Regions from separate parts of the Sus scrofa genome. Here region 2 is linked to region 1. The links are chromatin contacts, called in public Hi-C maps. All regions are on one chromosome and are shown on one strand. The core of a region is the stretch at or near the end of the contact, and the rest is flanking DNA. Distances in the headings are between cores, read along the strand shown.

Evidence for each region. Hi-C and Micro-C count contacts between places; a contact is called where the count stands out from the background.
Region 2: a contact with region 1 is called in a Hi-C map of alveolar macrophages, with 2.2 times the contacts expected there. The contact joins two enhancer-like sites. A contact is called at or near these places in 2 of 47 Hi-C or Micro-C datasets (alveolar macrophages and mesenteric adipose tissue) and 1 of 2 datasets of contacts at active chromatin or transcription factors (alveolar macrophages).

Annotation. Positions count from the first base shown.
Region 1 is chr14:81,533,429-81,540,516 of Sscrofa11.1, reverse strand. ZMIZ1 (zinc finger MIZ domain-containing protein 1) reads right to left here. Exons shown (of 26, transcript XM_013983374.2): 5 at 4,039-4,147. The coding sequence starts at 4,098. Among named protein-coding and RNA genes, the nearest start is that of TRNAK-UUU, 64 kb to the left of the region's middle. Within about 2 kb of position 2,561, at least 16 of the 83 cell types and tissues checked have an H3K27ac peak or open chromatin away from gene starts, as enhancers often do. A contact at or near this core is called in alveolar macrophages, where this site is marked.
Region 2 is chr14:81,619,983-81,627,070 of Sscrofa11.1, reverse strand. ZMIZ1 (zinc finger MIZ domain-containing protein 1) reads right to left here. Exons shown (of 26, transcript XM_013983374.2): 9 at 6,186-6,300; 10 at 4,516-4,733; 11 at 2,832-3,030; 12 at 1,596-1,868. Among named protein-coding and RNA genes, the nearest start is that of TRNAK-UUU, 22 kb to the right of the region's middle. Within about 2 kb of position 2,505, at least 5 of the 83 cell types and tissues checked have an H3K27ac peak or open chromatin away from gene starts, as enhancers often do. A contact at or near this core is called in alveolar macrophages, where this site is marked.

The DNA.
Region 1 (7,088 bases), core at 1,312-3,811:
CCCTTTGGGGCTCTGGGCTCACAAGTGGTCTCTGAGGCCAGTCTCAAGGGTCCAGTTTTGTTCTGGGCCCCCAAGCACCCAGCCTTCATATCTGGCCAGCCCATCTCTGAGATTCTCTCCCCTCCCTCCAGCCAGCTCAGAGGGCCTATGGCTTGAGCTATGGGTGGTCACTCGTGGGTGCAACTCAATAGCTGAAAGGATGCCAGGCATCCCACTCAGTAGCTGTCGGTCAGTGGCTCTGAGGCCTTGACCAAGCCTCTTCCCTTCTCTGGGCTTTTGTCGTCTGTTTAGACTACGAGGTGGCTAAGTGATACAGTGGAATGAACAGGACAAACCTGTCTCAGCCAGAGTCACACAACCCCAGGTGTGTTCCTGAGCTTCAGATCTCTCATCTGCAAAATGGGGTAGGGACTGCTTGCAGGGCTGCTACAAAGTTTCCAAACAACGTACATAATGATGTCCCTGTTACACAGTTTGTCACTTAAAGACTGCTGTTGCTCCCTATGCTAGGACTTCTATATGGTTTCTTGTTTCTCCTACGAGCTCCTTGAGAGTAGAATCGGTGCCTCATTCACCTCCAGAATCCCCCAAACTGGCCTGAGGCCAGGTCCATGCAGAAATGGTGAGCAGTTAGCTGTCCAAAGGATGGTCCATTTGTGGAGGATGCCAGCAACAGACCCCTAGCGGCAGGCAAAGGGGCCAGGGCTGGATGGGGTGAGCTTGGCTAGATTTTGATGCTTTGGGGATGGGAGCACAGATTTGAATCATAGGCAGAGGCCTCCCTACTTGTGGCTGTTATTGGATAATATCCCACCCTCCACCACAAAGCCTGCCCACCTCCACAATTCCTCCAAAAATCTGGGCTATGTTCAGTGGCCACTGAGACTATTGGGGCAGGAGTAGGGGACACCAATGCCTAGAATAGGGACTGGCTACCCAAGCCAAGTGATGAATGCATCTTCTTATGAATCCATCTGTGAATCAAGTGATCCATCCATCTACCTACCCACCCATCCCAAAATGAATCAATTCATCCATGCATCCATCCACTCGCCCACCTACCCATTCATCCATTCACTACTTTATCGTCACTCACCCATCCATTCATCTGCCCACCTATCTTCCTATCCATCCAGAATGTATCCAACCATCTACTTATCCATTCACTCATCATTTATTTATCCATCATGTATATCCACCTACCACCCATCCACCTAGCTGTCCAGCTGTATGTCCATCCTTGCACCCGTTCATTTATTCCCTTAGCTATCTTCCTTGAGGCCACCCCTCCCCCACTTCCCCCCAATGTATTTGGGCCCCACCCTGGCCTGGGCTCTGCTGACTTACAGATGAATGTGGCACATCCTCTGCCCCTGAGGAGCTCAGCCTGGTGGGAGACCTGCTGTAGACCCTACAGGGTCTACAGCTTGAGGGACAAAGAGCAGGGTGAGTGACGTGGGTGAGTGACGTAGCTGGGTGCCGAGGAAGCCCTGGGGCTCAGAAATGGGAAGTGCAGACACTCCAAAGGGACCTGGGGTGTGGGGAGGCTGCTGGGCAGGAAGTAGCTGATTTGCACAGCTTTCACGTGGAGTCCCAACGTGCTGTGTCCCTGAGTAGGAGGTGGTGTAGAGAGGGCACTAGTTTTCCCAGCACCTGAGGCTGAGAAAGCAGAAAGGCAGCTGAGCCAGAGGCCTGGAGGGAAGATGGACTGCTGTGTGCTTGGGGGGCTGGTGAGTGACAGCAGTGGCCAGACCCAGGTCGCATGGATAGGGAAGGCTGTGCTATAGAAGTGAGGTGGGGCGGAGGGTTCGAGGCTGTGAGGCAACCCCTATGGGAGCCATAGTCCCACTGGCCAGAGGTAGGCAGAGCCAGCACATGCATCATCCTCAGAGCATGCAGACCTTTCTCTTCTGATTAGGATGCAGGATGTCTGAGAACCAACTGTCTCCGGGCAGCTGCTGAGCAGATAGATATCAGTACTGAGCTGTGTCAGACCAGAAGCTCGGGAGCAGGCGTGGAGGACTCAGGGAGCTCTGGATGGCTGGGGGGCACCTGGACAGCCTGCTCACCCTCCCAGCCACTGCACTTCTAGCCCCAAAGCAGGCTTCTGTGTGTGGGTATGCACATGTATGTGTGGGGCAGGCGGGGGAGTGGAGGTGATCCCTGGCTTTTCAGCAGCTCTGAGACCCACTGGCTGGGTGTGCATCACGATGCCCATTCTACAGATGAGGGGAGGTAAACTGGCAACTTAATCAAGGTCAGGAGGCTAGTGAGTGGCACTAGGGGACCAGGTTCGCTGACTGGTAAACCTGAGCCCTGTGTGCCGTGCTTCAAGAGAGCAGCTGCTGGGTGGGCCTCTGCCTGCACTGGACCCCTGGGGAGGCCCAGGGAGTAAAGGGTGCCCTGATTCCTGGGGATGTAGAACCAGATGCAGGGAGAGAAGTCAGGTTGTGAGCAGGTTTTAGGAGGAGCTGTGTGCCTGGCACTTAGAGGGCTCAGGCACAGGGGCCTGACTGTATTCCTGGGGGTGGAGCCACTGACAGCTGATCCCTCATGGGCGGGAGAAACTGGGTCAAAGGCAGAGCTGGGAGAGAGCCCCGCAGAGCCTGGAGGAGGAGGAGGAGGAGAAGGAGAGAAGGGCAGGGGAGGAGAAGCCCATCGTCTGGTTTCTATTCTGCGACTGTGAACAGAGGCGTAATTGGCGTTTGGGAGAGCTGCTGGGCTGAGTTCAATCTGTAACAAGTCTTCTTCAATTTCCTCTCCTCAGACCCCGCACAGGCTTCTGAGATTGCTCTGCTTGATGCTAATGAGAGGACACGCATCCCTCATTCCCACAGACTAACCTCAGCTCCACTGGGCTCTGGTGTTCGGGGAGGGTGGACTGGGAGGGGGTGGGGCTGTGAGGGTCCTGGGGCCGTGAGCTGCCTGCTAAGCCTGCCTAAGCCAGGGACTCGCCCCAGCACGCCCCACCCTGTCACCGAGACACTGAGGACAACAGCCCCGTCACCAATAGCTGATCACCTGCCACGTGCCAGGCTGGACTACATGTCCCACCCATCAAGTCCTCAGAACATCCTATGAGGTTGGCTTTCTTGGACCCATTTGACAGGGGAAACTGAGGCTCAGACAAAGAGGGCCAGGCCTGAAATCATACTGTGAGTTCAAGGAGGAGTGAGGATTTGGGCCCACTCTGTTTGATGTCAAAGCCCATGCCCCTTCCACCATATCTGCTCCTTCCTGGAGTAAAGTAACACTCGGGAATCTGTGCAGGGACACTGTGACACCGGGCTGTTGGGAGGCTGAGCTCAGAGGGCAGGTGCATCACCCATGGTCACCACTGGGGGCGCCAACCTGCCCAGACTCAAGCAGGGTTCTTAAAGGGGACCTACTGGGCCCACAATGATATTCCCTACCTCGGAACAATCCAGACAGGGTACTGGCAGGAGAATCACCCCTTAAGCTTGGTGTGAGCACAGGCAGGAGAGGGATCTTGCACCCTCTGGAATGAGGCCCTTCTGGCACCAGTGGGGCTGGGCTTGTGATTTCAGGCCACACCTTTCCTGCTTCCATGCCTTCGTTTCCTTTTTTGTAAGATGATGAAATTCCCCAGGACTTTTCCTTTTCTCTTTCTTTACAGAGAATCACTGGTGCAGAGGGTGGGGAGTTTAGGTCTAGGAAGGAGATTAGACATTTCACCACATCCTCAGAACAGCCCAGAGTACATAGCAGAGCCCAGAGGGGGCACAACACTGGCCCAGAGTCACACAGCTGGGAAGGGAAGGGAAAGACAGGGCAGAGTGGACATGTGAATCCAGGTGTGTGACTCGAGTGTGAGGTTGGTCCATGCCAGCCGTGTTCTCACGACGGGGGTGGTCGAAGAGCCTCAGGCAGTCAGCCTTCACCTACCATCACCTTCACCCAGCACCCCGGATGCTCGGCTACTATTCGGGCCAGCACCCCACAGCTCTGCCCGCCTTGCCTGCCCTGCCTTCACCAGGCTGGTGGAAGAGGAGGAGAGAGCCTGGGCCACACACCCACCTGCTTGATGCACTGCAGTCGGTCATTGGTCTGTTGGATGTGCCTGTCCATAGAATTCATTCTGGCCGTTTCGCTGGGTTCTACCCGAGAGCCATGAACGTTGTCCAGCCTGTGAAGACAGGGGAGAGTGGGTGTCACTGGGGTTGTGCCAGGCCTGCCAACCTCATAGCCACCTTCCTGCCTCTACACAAGCCTGCTCACCCCAGTGGCTCCAGCAGGTTCCAGGACCCTTTGTGAGCCGCAGTGGCCTCTGCCCTGGGCAGCCCTGTGCTGGGGGGAGGAACTGCACCCTGGGGCGAGGGCAGGAAGTGCTCCGGGTGTCCTCTGTGGGTGGCTCATGTGAACACTGGGCAGGCATGTCCACCACACATTTCCACACAGACGCGTGTCCAGGGTGGTGGTGGTGGGGACGGCCGCCCCATCTTCGGAATTCCTGGTTCGGGGCTTAGCACCCTCGATGTGGCCGTGTGTGTGTGCATGTGTGTGTGCACGTGTGTATGGGGATCTTTCCATGTGATGCACATGTGGTGTATGCACAGCAATCCTCTCACGGGTGCCACACCCCCTCTTCGAATCCCCCATGCCTTAGAGTTCCTTGCACTTTACACACAATTCCATTTTTCCCCTTTGCCCTCCTGGGAGAGGAGGAGGGCAGCCATCAGCAGCACCCTCTTTCCCAGATAAGGAGACTGAGGCTCAGAGCAGGAGGGAGTTGCCCGGGGTGGCACAGGGAGCCCGTGTCAGAGCCGAAGCCACACTGCCGATTCATGGCCGAGTGGTGCACGGATGTCATGTTTGCCAGACTCACTCTTCCTGCATGGTGCTGGGCCTTGGGAACGCAAGCATGGCTGTGACATCCTTCTAGGTGGTGAAGTTAAGTGAGGAAGGCTCTCAGCTCCAGAAAGCCCCTGGAGCCCCCAACGCCTCTCAAGAGAGGCCATGATGGTGAAGGCAGAGATTGGGAGAGGTGGAGAGGAGGAGAGAGGAGAGAGATTCAGCTCTGGTTCCCCCCGCTGCTCAGGGCACCAGGTCCTTGGGCCAAAGCAGACGTCTGCCTGCTGCCGGCTGGGTCTGCGCTCCCACAATGTGGCAGGCATTTCAGGCTGCAGACACATGGGTCAGACACAGAGCTGAAAAGAGGCCTACGGCCCCTGGCCTTCTCTGCGATCCCAAAGTACTGCCCCCTGACAGCCCCTCATCTCCGGCCATGTCACTAAAAGTCCCATCTACCAAGCACTTTCTGGGTGTTGGGCGCTTGCATTTCCTGATTCCTCATGCCCACTCTGTAAGATGAGAATCATCTCCATTTTACAGATGAGGGAACTGAGGTCTGAGACCTGCCAAGACCCCTGGCTAGAGGGAGCCTGGATTGTGTCTGTCAGCCTGTCTGTTCCCATGTCCTGGCTCTCTGCTCCCAGCCCCAGCACCCTGGTTGTGAGGGAACCAACAGCATGGCCGGCCCCAGCCTTGGGAGGAAGAAGGCCCTGCTCATCTTCCAAGAAGCTCTGCACTACACAGCTCCTTTAAAGTATTTCTTATTGCTCCAACTGTGCTTGAAAAGGCAACTCGTGCATGGTTCAAAAATCACAGATGTCCAGTGACGTGCTGGCCTTGTCCCCTGCCCTAGGGGCCCTCCCAGAGAGAACCAGTGTCAGCTGCCTCCTTCTGAGGCGCTCTTAGAGAAGCGAATATCTATATGTACTATCCCCTGACACCCCTTTAAAAAACCATAAAACAATAGCATTCTATAGTACTATCTGGTCCTTGCTTTTTTCCTCTTCATAATATCTCAAAGTTTATTTCACATCAAGAGCTAAGGAGCCTTTTCATTTTTAATGGCTGCACAGTGTTCCAAGGTACTGATGAATTACTTGTCACCTGCCACCTGAAATGTCCACCCCTGCCAGGGGCTATGTTAAGGCCTGAGGCCCCAGACAAGGCCCTTCTGCTTGGGGTGGCTCACATTCTAGCCCAAGTGATGAGGCCTGAGCCGTTCACAGGTTTTTTTTGTTTTTTTTTAAATCTTTTTAGGGCTGCACCTGTGGCATATGGAGATTCCCAGGCTAGGGGTTGAATCAGAACTATAGCTGCTGGCCTACACCACAGCCACAGCAATGCCAGATCCAGGCCGCATCTGTGACCTACACTACAGCTCCCGGCAATGCTGGATCCTTAACCCACTGGGAAAGGCCAGGGATTGACCTACAGCCTCATGGATACAAGTCGGGTTCATTACCACTGAACCACAACGGGAACTCCCCCAGCTTTTATTATTGCAAATAATGCTGGAGGGCTGCCTTGTATATTGGCCACATCATCATGTGTGAATTAATCAAGGACACACTCTTAGAAGTGGAGTTTCTGGGCCATTCTAGCATTTGGACTTTGATAAATGCTTGCTGGGTTCACCTTATTTCAGAGCTCTCCAAAAGGTTAAAAAAAAAATCAAAGTATTCCCACATTGATTTCTTCTACCTTCACCCAACTGGCATCTCTCCATTCACCTCACCTATCACCCATCTATACACCCAGACATCCAACTTCTCCACTATTTATCCATCTAGATGCCTGTCTGTCCATCTATCCATCCAAACATCTTTAGTCTCCACTTGCCCATCCATACATGTTTCCAACTCACCTGGTAAATACTTGTCGATATCTGCACTGTGCTAGCTCTATGGGCCATGGAGAGATTAAAATAAAATCATTTCCTTGGGTTCAAGGAACTCTGGATCCAAGCCCATATCCACTCCATGTCACCTATTAGGTTGAACTCCTCTTATGAGTCAGGCGCTGGTCCCGCCACTGGGCACAGACAGACACTGTTGCTATATCCCCATTTACAGGAGAGGAAACTGAGGCTCAGGGGTAATAGTAGCAGCTGCTCCTCAATCTCAGATGGAAAGGACAAAGAGCCTGCGGTGAGCCGAAGTGCCAGCAGGGGGTGCTGTTGATGAAGCTAACTGCCCTGGGCGCTAGAAACCTGCACTGTGGAGGGTTGGGGCACTCTTTTCAGGGCCTTCCTTCTCTGTAGTGAGCACCTGCATGCC
Region 2 (7,088 bases), core at 1,256-3,755, 87 kb before region 1:
TGGGGCCTCTCCACCAGGCTGGAGAAGAAGCCTATGCAGGACGATGTGACCTGATGCCAGCCCCTGCCCCAGGATTCTGACAATTCAAAGGTTCTATGAGTGTGTACTTCAAGGTGAGGCATCTTCCCAAACAGGGTCAGGCTGTGCGGGCTGTGGATCCTAGCGTCACAGCCCAGTGTCAGGCATTTTGTAGCTGGGCAGCATCGGTCTATGAAGAGGATGATTTAGTAGAGATAATTGGGAGTTGCTCATGTGCCCTGCTGTGGCAGGCAAGAGCCGGGGAGTCAACAGGGCTGATGTCAGGCTAATGACCGGGAATTCTGCTGCTTTTTCTGTGATCGCCTTCCTGTGTGCCAGGAGCCCCATGGCTGGGCCTACAGATGCAGTCCCAGCCCAGACAGCAGGGATGCTGGGAATCTGGGCACAGAGGGGGCTGAGAGGGCCCAGAATTTGTGCGGGGGGCCTGTGCGAGGGAGTGAGGCCTGTAGGTTGAGAAGCCCATCCCCAAGGACAGTCAGGGCCTCGGGAACTGCCATCCTTCTCTGACCCCTTCCTGAGCTGCTGCCAACCCGGAGGAGGTCCAGGCTTGACCCAGGATTCTGAGTGTTTGAGGAAGTCCCTGACTTCTCCCCTCTCAGGCCCAGGACATCTCCATCAGTAGCCAAGCCACCTTCTAGCCTAAGTAAGGGTGGATGCTAAGGGGAAGCATGCAGATCTTCAAGGAACACAGGGTCTTTGGGCTCTACGCTCACTGTAAGCCTGAGCTGAAGGTGTCATTCTGAAAAGGGGTGGTGCCAACCTGAAAGAAGGTATGTAAAAGAGCACTGGGAGATGCTCAGGAAGGGGCTCCATCCAGATGAGGAATCAAGGTGGGCCTCCCAAGGAGTGTGTGTGCTGGGCCACAATTCTGGGGTCTCTGCATCTTCTGCAGGTGAGCTAAATCCTTACCCTGGTACTCATAGGCCATTTGCTACCGACTCATTTTCTAAGTGTTCACTGAAGGCCTTGTGACGCCTCCTCCATACTGAGTTCCATACACCCCATCATGTATCATTCCCTTGTGTAACATACTATTTGCCTTCCAAACACTTTTCCAACAGGCATGGCCTTTAGATCTTTTTAGAATTTTGTCTCATCTCTCACTCTTGGGTGTGAGATGTCCTCGTGTGGGTTTGAGGAACGTGGACCCAAAGTCACCCAGTTATTGTCTGCACTAAGACAGGAGAGAATGCTAACAGCGGCTATTATCTAAGTGCCTGCCTATCCCCACCCCAGGCCAGGCACTTCAAGTACACCCCCTCATTCAAGACTCCCAAGCAGCCCCAGCAGGTGGGTTGAACTGTCATTGCCTTTTAGGAAAGAAAAAGCAGAGACTCAAAGAAGCGACATGACTTTCCAGCCAGGAAATGGCAGAGCTGACCTTAACTCAGGAGCACCTCAGGACCCTACCTCCTAAGGCTCTCTGCCTTTTGGTCCAGTTTCCCTGAAGGTCAACCCATGCCCTTTTCAAGGTACTGCCCACAGCACCTGTGTCTTTAAGCCCCAGCTCCTCCCCACCTCCCACCTGCCCACCACCCGCCTGCTGTCACACTCACCTCTCCCGGGTATGGCCTCTTTATGCTCTGAATGGGAAGGGACTGGGGCCGGGGGCCCGGGTAGGTCTGCTGGGGCATCCGCTGCCCGTGTGTGCCAAAGGGGCTGATGCCGGGTGGCCGGGGTTGATTCATGCCCATGGGAGGGCCGCTCATCCCCGAGGGTGTCATGCCAGCCGCCATGCTTGCGGGGTTCATGCTGCCCCCCATGGAGGCAGGCCCCCGAGGCCCGGGCTGGTTCATGAATTGGCTGTTATACGCCTGGGTGGGACCCATCTGGAAAGAGGAACAGACCTTCAACGGGAGAAGAAAAAAAAAAGAATAAAATGCCACATGCATTGAAAGTGCAGGGAGGGAAGGGTGGGGGGAGTGGGGGGTTTGGGGTGAGGGGGAGCCTCTTTCCTGCACGGTTGCAGCTGGTGACCAGGCCCCAAAGGACCACTGGCCTTCTGGGCTCACTGCTGCCCTCTGCAGGCCACACAGGAAAGACGCAGCTGAGGGGTGTTTGGGGTGGGGCGCAGTCACTCCAATGCACAGGCAGCATTTCCAGGGAGGCAGGCAGGGTATGGGAAAGAGGGTGCAGGGGTGGGGAAGGGCATGGGAGAATGGAGGTGGATGAGGATGGAGGCACGAGCCTCTTTCCTGGAAGCCTGGCCCCGTCTTTGTTCCTCGGCCATCAGGCACACATCCTCCATCCACAAAGTGTGAGGCGGCCTCAGGTCCCACCTCTGCCCACCTGCCTCACTGTCCCCATCCTGCAATCCCCACCTCCATGCCCATCTTGCACTTCTGTGGGGGCTCCCCTCTCCTCACACCACTTCCCATCCTTTTGAAGGTCAGGAGAGCAGAACTGGGACCTGGGCCGATTCCACAGATGGGATGACTGGAGAACAATGGACTTCAGAGGCCACCAGGGGGCACAGACTGGTGACAAGGCTACTTTAGACACAGCCCGCTCTTTGGTGAGTAGGCGCTCAGACTGCAATATGGATCGTCTTTCCCCATAAAGAGACACACACAAGCCACCAGTCCACACAGAATACACGCTCCCAAACACCCCCAGCCCCACACTCAACTGCACTGACATGCCCACACCCTAACACACACCTCTCCATGTGCTTCTGAGAAAACCCAAATGCACCATCAGCTCTTCCCAGCACACACAGACACCAACACCCCAACTCCGATTCCCGGGGCTGTCTGCCTGGCTGAGTGGACCAGGACTAGTGCGGCCCTTACCGGTCCATACTGGTTTATATCCTTGTTCTGTGTTTCCTGCAAGGCTGCCACAGTGGCCGTAGCTGTGGCCGTGGCTGTGGCTGCTGCCGCTGCCACTGCAGCTGCTGCTGCGGCAGCTGCTGGCTGAGTGAAGTCAGCAGGCGGCCTGGTGTGCGGAGGGATGCCCATGCCTGCAGGGGCACTAGGGCCCCCAGGGTAACTGCGAGGGAGAGAAGAAGGAAATTAGATGTTGCCAGAATCTAGAGATGAACTCATGGAGTTCCTGCTGTGGCACGATGGGATTGGTATTGTTTCTGCAGCACCAGGACGCAGGTTCGATCCCCAGCCAAGCACATGGGTTCAAGGATCTGATGTTGCGGCAGCTGTGGCATAGATCACAATCGTGGCTTGGATCTGATCCCTGGCCCAGGAATTCCATATGCCACAGGGTAGTCAAAAAAGAAAAAAATAATAAACAAAATAAAGATGAACCCATGACCAGGCTTGGGCAGGGAAGGAGAGGTCAGGCCATTCCAGACCCTCCTGCCCACAGCTCACAGAGTGGGGAGGTCTAGACTCAGAACCCAGAGGGGACAGGGGCCTCCTATGAGTGGGTGTCCTTCATGCCACTTGGCAACCACCAGCTTGCTGGGTTCCTGGAGCTTCAGCTGGGTGCCAGATGGTGATTGCTCTTATGCACTAGCTCACGGTATCCTCGGCCACCCCAGTCAGTCTGTCTTCTAGAGGAGACACCTAGTCTCAGAGAAGCCAAGCAACTGACCCAAGGCCTGCAGCAGTGGATGGCAGGGTGGGGTTGCAGTTATGTTTCACCACTCAACTCCATTGTGCTGACGCCTGGCAGGGCTAAAGTCAGCCCTGGGAGCTGGGGAGGGGTGAGGCTAAGAGGAAGCCTTGGACAGAGCAGGACAGATGGCAGGAGGAGGCATGGGGCGCTTCTGCCCCACTCCATGTCCCTGGAGTGCTTTCCTGAGGTTCCTTGCCCTCTCCCTCCCTGACTCTTGAATCAAGGGATTCCCATTCCCCTCAGAGTTCTGCCTCCACAAGCAGCAGGACAGAGCTGACCCTCCTGAACCCCGTCTGGAGCTGCTCTCCTAGCATCTTTCAGCTTATAAAGATACGATGCAGAGAAGGGTCATTTCGAAGAATTCGAATGTAGTCCTTCGATGCCCATGGACTTGGGAGCCATCAGAACACCACTCAGCTAGAACTCTCATTGTGGCTCAGCCGTAATGAACCCAACTAGTATCCATGAGGACTGGGGTTTGATCCCTGGCCTCGCTCAGTGGGTTAAGAATCTGGTATTGCTATGAACTGTGGTGTAGGTCACAGATGCAGCTCAGATCTAGCATTGCTGTGGCTGTGGCGTAGGCTGGCAGCTCCAGCTCTGATTCAGCCCCTAGCCTGGGAACTTCCATATGCTGCAGGTGTGGCCCTAAAAAAAAACCCCCCACACCACCCAGCTGTGCAGCGTCTGACCTACAGGCCAGCCCGAGGATGGGGGATGACTATGCCCCAAGGGCTGGTGGGAAACTGAGGAGGAGGGGAGTGCCAGAGCTCCCCACACCTCCCAGGCCCAGAAGCATGTGCTGGGATTTACACTTGACTCTTCTGCCTGCATAGAGGGGAAGGGGGAGGCCTGATAAACTGCTGCTGAAGCCCGCCGCCCTGGGCCAGCCCTGCTCACCTGGCCCCGAAGCCCCCGCTGCCAGGGTAGTTGGGACGGCCATACATGCTCTGCTGGATGTAGGGCTGAGCGGGGCCAGCCTTAGCGGAGAACTGCTGCTGCTGCCCGGCAAATTGTGGAGAGTTGAGGCCGGGGTTGCTGGTGGTCATGCCCGACGCCATGGGGTTGCCGCCTGGATTCATGGGGTTGTTGGCATTGGCCATAGGGTTCCCGAGGACCTGTGGACAAAGGGAGTACCATTACTCAAGCAGGTAGCCCAGGTGGTGTGGAGAGAGAAAAGGAGAAAGGGCAGAGGTGAGGGTGGGGATGGAGAAGATGCCAAAACAGAGGGAGGACAACAGTGAAGAGGGAGAGAAAGAAGGGTGGGCTTTTTTAATTTCATCTGAGCATTGTGGCTCTGGCATAGGCTGGTGGCTACAGCTCCGATTAGACCCCTAGCCTGGGAACCTACATATGCCGCGGGAAGCGGCCCTAGAAAAGGCAAAAAGACCAAAAAAAAAAAAAAAAAAATTTTTCTGGAGTTCCCGTCGTGGCGCAGTGGTTAACGGATCCAACTAGGAACCATGAGGTTGTGGGTTCGATCCCTGGCCTTGCTCAGTGGGTTGACAATCCGGCATTGCCGTGAGCTGTGGTGTAGGTCACAGACGCAGCTTGGATCCCGCGTTGCTGTGGCTCTGGCGTAGGCTGGCATCTACAGCTCTGATTGGACCCCTAGCCTGGGAAGCTCCATATGCCGCGGGAGCGGCCCAAAAAATGGCAGAAAGACAAAAAAAAAAAAAAAAAAAAAAAAAGAAAAAAGAAAAAAAAATTTCATCTGAGCATTAAATGTTGGCAGAGTATACAAATAAATAGAAGAGGGTAAGCCCAGACCGGAAGCAGGCAGTGTAGATGTGAACTTCAGCCTGTGATGGGATGAGGTGAGGCTGGTCCTGCACCAGGTGACAGGTGGGAAGCACAGGACTTCTTAGCCTTCCCACTGGCCCGGATGCCCAAGGGTCAGGCCATGCAGGGGCCCTGGGCTGCTGCCTTGTGTGAGCAGAGAGAAGTCTAATCTGCCAGCTTTGGGAGGAGGGGTGGTGACAGGGTCCTGGCTGAGGGGCTTCTTGTGGCCTGAGACCACAGCTAAGCACAATGGTCCCCTTCAGGCCAGCAAGCAGCCCTGAGTCTCTCATGTGGCCGCAGCAGAGGCCGAGCAGTGGGGACAGGAAGGAGTGGAGGAAAGAGGAAGGAGAGAGTGGGAGGCAGGGTTGACAAGGGCCGTGGAGAGGAATCTGTCACAAGTTTAAGGCTCAACATTTGGCTGAAATCTAACCCAGGCTATTCAGGGTCAAAGATGCTGACCCTGAGGACAATAACACCCAGGAAGTTCTCCCACTTATCCAACCAAAGTAAATGTGGGCCAGGAAAGGACCCCTTGCTGCCAGGTGAAATCCACCCCCCTAGAAAGGCCCTGGAGTGGGGGCAGTGCACGGGGCCAGGTGCCATCCTCCTGAGGCAGGTGTGGACCCATCTGGGTAGAGGCATGTCCACAGCTGGGTGTGCCATGAAAGTTGGTCTTTCCAGCCTGGGAGATTGAGCAGGGCTTGGATGGCACAAAGATCTGAGGGCTCAGGGTTCGAGGAATGGTCCTGCCTGGGACGGGCTATGGCTGGGGGAGGACAGGCTCTTACCTGGCTCTGGGATGTGTTGGTCACTCCCCACACCGTGGTGACCACGGAGAGGGAGCCGGGAGGCTGGTTGGTGTTCTGCTGCCAAGGGACAGAGTCGTAGGGGAATGACCCATCACTGCAGAGGGAGACAGAGAGGGGTTTCTCAGGGGCTGCAGACACAGGTTCAGCAGAGGCATGCCCCAGCACCCCACCACGCTCTGTGGCTCCTAGCCAAGCCCATGTGACCCCCTTCTCAGTCAGTTCTGGGTCCCCTGGGCCTGGCACAGTGTCCAATACAGAATGGGTGCACCTCGAATGGTGACAGCTTGTGAAGTTGTGACCACCTCTCCCCTGTCACCATGGAAGCATCACCCTGTGGCTGTCTGTCTCTCTTAGCCCAAGTTCACAGGCCATGCTACGGAGGAAGAGAGACTGGTGTGCTCAGGGTGAGGCCTGCTGTCAACCGCGCTCTGACGCTAGGTAGCTCTTCAGAAAGAACTCTGGTTCTCTGATGCCAGCTTCCCCTCAAAATTTCCTGGTTCCTTCTCAGAAAAGGTTGGAAAAGTTCTGGTCTGAGTTTCGGCTCTTCCTCCTTCCTCCTCAGAGGGGGATGGCCCAGCTGATCTGGCCTTTGGAAGCTTCCTTTTGTCTTCCCATCCAGGATGGATACCGGCTTACCTGCTGTGCTTCCTCCTCTGCTCCCACCCCCATCTCTCCTGCACACCCCTGCCAAGCTAATCTCCCTCAAACCACTGAGACAGGAGCTGGAGAGGTCACAATATAAAGACATTGCCAGGGGTCCCAGGCCCCAGAAGTGCCTGGCTGGGGCTGCTTCTCTTCTGGAGTCAGTCCTGCATTGACTCTTGGCACCTCTGAGAGAAAATCCCAGAAACAGCCCAGGAAGAGCAGAAAGGGAGATCACCC